Regions from separate parts of the Sus scrofa genome. Here region 2 is linked to region 1. Evidence: chromatin contacts called from public HiChIP or PLAC-seq data. All regions are on one chromosome and are shown on one strand. Each heading gives the region's core, a stretch centred on a gene start, on an enhancer-like site or on the middle of the called end of the contact. The rest is flanking DNA. Distances are from core to core; before and after follow the strand shown. Region 1 overlaps SLC35F5 (solute carrier family 35 member F5). Region 2 overlaps ACTR3 (ARP3 actin related protein 3 homolog).

The links. HiChIP or PLAC-seq counts read pairs in DNA pulled down with a chosen protein or histone mark.
Region 2: an H3K27ac HiChIP or PLAC-seq map of alveolar macrophages shows a contact between it and region 1. The contact joins two enhancer-like sites. A contact is called at or near these places in 2 of 47 Hi-C or Micro-C datasets (embryonic fibroblasts and epiblast stem cells) and 1 of 2 datasets of contacts at active chromatin or transcription factors (alveolar macrophages).

What each region holds. Positions count from the first base shown.
Region 1 is chr15:19,957,631-19,960,384 of Sscrofa11.1, forward strand. It overlaps SLC35F5 (solute carrier family 35 member F5), which reads right to left. Exons shown (of 16, transcript NM_001243692.1): 7 at 2,728-2,754. Among named protein-coding and RNA genes, the nearest start is that of SLC35F5, 13 kb to the right of the region's middle. Within about 2 kb of position 1,326, at least 2 of the 83 cell types and tissues checked have an H3K27ac peak or open chromatin away from gene starts, as enhancers often do. A contact at or near this core is called in alveolar macrophages, where this site is marked.
Region 2 is chr15:20,148,534-20,151,630 of Sscrofa11.1, forward strand. The region is part of intron 8 of ACTR3 (ARP3 actin related protein 3 homolog); the gene reads left to right. Among named protein-coding and RNA genes, the nearest start is that of ACTR3, 45 kb to the left of the region's middle. Within about 2 kb of position 1,253, at least 2 of the 83 cell types and tissues checked have an H3K27ac peak or open chromatin away from gene starts, as enhancers often do. A contact at or near this core is called in alveolar macrophages, where this site is marked.

The DNA.
Region 1 (2,754 bases), core at 76-2,575:
ATCATAAATAACTTATATAATACTTTATTATTTACTGAGAGGTAATTCATTTTGAAATTATCACAAAAGGTATTCTGTGTAAAGACTATATGACCTAAATTGTATTTGAAAGAAAAAAATTAAAGTACCATAAGCCCAAAGGAGATAAAACAATTAAGGAAGGACTGGTAAAGACAGTAATCATTAACTCCTTTTGACTGGCACTGTCCAGTACATTAGCCACCAGCTGCATTGACTACTAAGCAACTGAAATGTAGCTAATCTGAAGTGAAATGTTTAGAAATTGAAATAAAAGCCGAAATTAAGGGAAATAGAAAGAGAAATTGAAATTCAAAATGTTAAAAAAAACAGAAATGTTCAGAAGGTGTTAGTACAAAAAAAAGAATGTAAACTATCTCATCGACGATTTTTATATCGATATGCTGAAGTGTTTATATAGTTGGTTAAATAAAAATATAATATTAAAATTAATGTTACTTGTTTCACTTTTTTTAATGTGGCTACTAAAAAGTTTAAAAATATGTATGTGACCTGCATTTGAGGCTCTCATTATATTTCTAGTGAACAACACTGCTCTAGACCTTATCTAAGTTAATCATTTTATTGTCAGATTTCTTAAAAGATACATTCCTGGAATAATATATTATTCTGACTTTCTAGAGAAATGCCTTTACTAAAGATTAAAATACTTCTCTTCTCTTGTAACATAAGGTTGATTTTTCAAAAAAAAGACTATTAAAGGTGGAAGCAACCCAAGTGTACGTCAATGGATGAATGAATAAACAAAATGTGGTATATACATGCAATGGAACATTACGCAGCCTTAAAAAGGAAAAAACCTGTGACAACATACTACAAAGATGAACCCTGAAGACACTATGTTAAGTGAAATAATCCAGTCACAAAAGGAAAAATACTATATGAATCCATTCATATGAGGTTCTCAGAGCAGTCAAATTCATAGAGACAGAAAGTAAAACAGTGGCTGTCAGGGGCTGTCAGTGGGAAAAGGAAGTTATCATTTAAGTTATAGAGTTTCAGTTTTGCAAGATGAAAAAACTGCTGATGGATGATGGTGATGGTTGCAAAACAATGTGAATGTATTTAATGCCACTGGCACACTTATAAACAGCTAAAATAGTAAATTTTATGGTATAAAGATTCTACCACAAATTTTCCAAAAGGCTATTATTACTACCAGTAAACTGCTATCCAGAATAGTGCCTTAATACAAAAGAACGTATGAAATACATTCTCTCAAGAGTTTTGAGTTAGGAAAAGTTTATTTTATCACTATAAGAGAGATACTTCCTTTTAACAGACAAGCTGTTTAACTCAGGAAGTTTCCCTTTTTTTCTTCCTGCCAATATGCCAAGAGATGAACTGTGTGCTTTCTTTAAATAGCTTTCTTTCTTTAAGTGGAGGTTTCTGATACAATCAATCCATTCCAGTCAGTATGTCCCCTATATAGACATTACCTGTTTAATTTAGCTCTTATCTTTCCCCTCCTTTTTAAACTTCTACTATATAGATCCTTTTATTGTGTTTCACCTCAAGTCTCCTTTAAAAATTAGGAGATATTGGAGTTCCCGTCGCGGCGCAGTGGTTAACGAATCTGACTAGGAACCATGAGGTTGCGGGTTCAGTCCCTGCCCTTGCTCAGTGGGTTAACGATCCAGCGTTGCCGTGAGCTGTGGTGTAGGCTGCAGACGCAGCTCAGATCCCGAGTTGCTATGGCTCTGGCGTAGGCCAGTGGCTATGGCTCCGATTAGACCCCTAGCCTGGGAATCTCCATATGCCGCAGGAGCGGCCCAAGAAATAGCAAAAAGACAAAAAAATAAAAAATAAAAATAAATAAAAATAAAAATTAGGAGATAGGGAGTTCCTGTCATGGGTCAGTGGTTAACAAATCTGACTAGGAACCATGAGGTTACAGGTTCAATCCCTAGCCTCTCTCAGTGGGTTAAGGATCTGGCATTGCCATGAGCTGTGGTGTAGGTCGCAGATGCGGCTCAGGTCTGGAGTTGCTGTGGCTCTGGCATAGGCCAGCGGCTACAGCTCTGATTAGACCCCTAGCCTGGGAACCTCCATATGCCGAGGGAGCAGTCCTAGAAAAGACAAAAAAAAAAAAAAGGCACTGAAATTCATTTTTAAAATTGTAAATCAGAGTTTTCACTAACTCAGACAAGTCATCTACTCCCAGATTAGCCCAAAATAATATTTTCTTTGCTGTATAAATAATCTATGTGAAACATAAAGCACATTTTAGTTCTTTAGTAAAGTAACTGAGAAGCTATAAACAGTATTTTAAGGAATTCTGAAAAAACGTTTACACTGAGTACTTGTAAATATTTGACATTTATATGAATTCAATATAAAACTGCAAGAGCATTTATTTGAAGAAATCAATGCAATCAATGAAAACTCTTATCTGGATATTTATTAGCACTTGTATATATCATAGCATAAAATAACTCTATTAATTATTCTGACCATGAGGCAATGCCAAATTCTAAATATGTATGAGGAGTTGTAGTATTTCCCGAATTCCTTTAGCTGTGACTAGTATTTATTAACTTTAATACTCTAATTCCCCAATGATGGCAGGTAACAGAATTTAAAGTCATGATTAAGCAATCTAATAGTCTCATATCTCAATTGTATATTGTTGGTACATATACTGTCTTAAAATTCAAATTCCAAATATATATTAAAGAGAATACTTACAACAAAGCAAAAAAAAAAGCTAATTTT
Region 2 (3,097 bases), core at 3-2,502, 190 kb after region 1:
CAACATACAAGCTGTATGAAATTAATGAAATATGTGCTTTTAATAATGAAAGATTCTTCTAGTAATTAAGTATAAGAAATTTTAACTTTATTGGTAGAACTGCTAACATTAAATGCCTGTTCTGCTTATTCAACATTAAGAATATTTTTTAATGTGGTTTATTCACTCAGCAAATAGTGACTGCAGTGATCATGAGCTAAATTTAAGCATTGAGTATTTTAAAAAGAAAAACTATTTATCTTGCTCTTATCAAGCTCAAAGAATAAGAGTGATGAATATCTAAAAAAGGTATAGTTGCTTATTGAATGTATGTATGGTGAGGGCATAGCAAGAAAGAGCATCTAAGTCTGCTTGGAAGCATCAGGGAAACTTCTTTGATGAGATAAGAGTTGAACTGTTGGATGAATGGGTATATGTCAGGCAGCCATGTTAAGGAAATATATTTCTGACACACACACACACACACACACACACACACACACAGTGGGTAGAGGGGTCTGGGGTGTAAGAGAACTAGATAATAAAAGTATAAAGGGAGTTCCCATTGTGAGTCAGTGGGTTAAGAACCTGACTAGTATCCATGAGGATTCAGATTGGATCCCTGGTCTCGCTCAGTGGGTTAAGGAGCTGGCGCTGCTGCGAGCTGAGGCATAGGTCGCAGATACAGCCCAGATCTGGCATTGCCATTGCTGTGGAGCTGCAGCTCCACTTGGACCCCCTAGCCTGGGAACCTCCATATGCCACAGGTGTGGCCCTAAAAAACGAAAAAAATAAATAAAAGTGTAAAGGAAGAGATCGATAGGAGATGGATTCAGATAGATGTCCTCGAGGAACTAACACGCTGTGCAAAGGAGTTTACTGGATTCTGTGCTTGTGCAGAAATGTTGAGCATGAAAATGACAAAGATTTAAAAAAAAAAAAAAAGGAATTCCCATCAAGGTGCAGCAGAAACAAATCCGACTAGGAACCATGAGGTTGTGGGTTTGATCCCTGGCCTCACTCAGTGGGTTAAGGGTCCTGCGTTGCTGTGGCTGTGGTGTAGGCTGGCAGCTGTAGTTCTGATTCACCCCCCTAGGCTGGGAACCTCCTTATGCCTCGAGTGGGCCCTGAAAAGCAAAAAAAAAAAGAAAATGACAAAGATTTATGTATGGTATAATAAAGGTCAGCCTGGTTGCACTGGGTTGGATAGATAGGAACAGAAGTATAAATTGTATTGGAAACAGTTGAGTTCATTGCCATGTTGTAGATGAAAGAGTCAGTAGGTCAGTGAAAATGAGGAAGTAGATGAGAGAAGGAACAGGATCAACATGACTTACCAATTGCTTAGATATGAGGGGAGAAGAATATGAAAAATCTGTGATGATTCCCAGGTTTGTAACTTGAGCAACTGGGTTTGTCATCACTGAAATCAGGAAAACCGCAGGGAAAGAATAGGCAAGGTAAGAAGAGATGAATTTACTATACATCTTCAAAAAGTTTTGAAAATGAACTCTTGGATTCTAAGGGTTTTAAACTGGGGCATGTATCCTGTAGTGAGGGTAGTTGTAAAGTCATCACCATATATAAAGGAAGAGATTGGCCAGGGAGAGAATGTAGAGTGAAAAGTAGGGGAAGACTGGAGCCCTAGTGAACAGTAACACTTTGTGGACAGGCAGAGTAAGAGGGGCCTGCAAAGGATACTGAAGAGTATGGAAAGGAAGAAGCTAAGCGAAGGGATGTGGTGCTAACATTGAGAGAAGTGAATGTTTTCAAGGAGGGAGATTAAATGGCCCTAGTTGCTATAGTGAAGTGATGAAAGAAATTCGAGGAACACCCATAGTGGGGTCTTTAGCATCAAGATTAATGGTGATCCTAGGGGAGCAATTTCAGTGGAATGAAACAGGCAGTTTTGGAATGAAACATTCAGTGGAATGCAACAGGCAGCTTGTTGCATCAGTGAGGTAAAGGTTTGGGAATTGATAATGTGGGCATACCGGGAGGTGGCTCTAAAAGAAAAGTATAGTGGCTACTGGGAACTGGTAAGAAGTGAATTGCAGGAAGACTGAGGTTAGTTTTATTTTTAATAGGGGTTGTTCCAGGGACAGAAGTAAGGAGTTAAACATCGGTACAGGAAAATGTGGAGCTGGGAAGGGTAGAGGCAGATAGCTTAGGAGGTTCATCATCATAGTTCATAGCTTTAGTTTTGTTTTTTGTTTTTTATGAAGTGGACTCAAGCTGCTCTGTTGTGAGAAGGTATTGGATACAAGGATGAAGACCAGGAGAAAATAGTGACTTTAATTGCTATTGAGGAGAATTGAGACAGTGACTGTATTACTAGTAGTGAAGCACCACCGAAGTATGATTATAGTCATACAGTGGTGTTTTTCCCTCCAGGCTGTTGTGGGAAAGGAGCAAAGAGCTTTGCCAAGGTGGAGGTTAAAGTGTGTTGCAGCATAGAAAAGAGAAGGGAATCTGGAAGGCTGAATTGCTTAGAGAATAGTGAGGGATATCGGCAGGGATTGGAGGTCGTGATGAATTTGCATATAGATTCAAGTGGGAAGCAAAGGAGTGAGCACCAGAAGGATAGGGCATTGTTGTCTGACAAGTATACAGGAGTTTTAAGATTTTAGCACATTTTCTTTATATTTTTAAAAATGAAAATGGAAAGGGGAGTTTCCTGGTGGCCTGGTAGTTAAGGATCCTGCATTGTCACTACTGGGGCTTGGTTCATTCTCTGGCCTGGGAACTTCCATATGCCGTAAGCGTGGCCAAAAAAAAAAAAAAAATTAAAAGGATATCGTGCACATGATGTTAAAAGTCAGGTAACATGACAGTGGCCTAGAAAGTAACCACCGTCTGTTATTTAGCCATTAATCTTGGTAATTACTTCCAGATTTCCAAATACTGTGCTTGCACTACTGTTTCTTGATATATCAATGTAAATACATATATCAATCTACTAACCTTCTTTTAGTTAATTTTTTCTAGGACTTCCTTTAGACTATCTATATGTTATGTTTTTGGCTAAATTGATAGTATTACAGTGAATATATTATACTATGCATGTTGTTCACTTTTGAGGCAGTAGTGTACTGAGATTTTTTTTTTCTCATAAAAT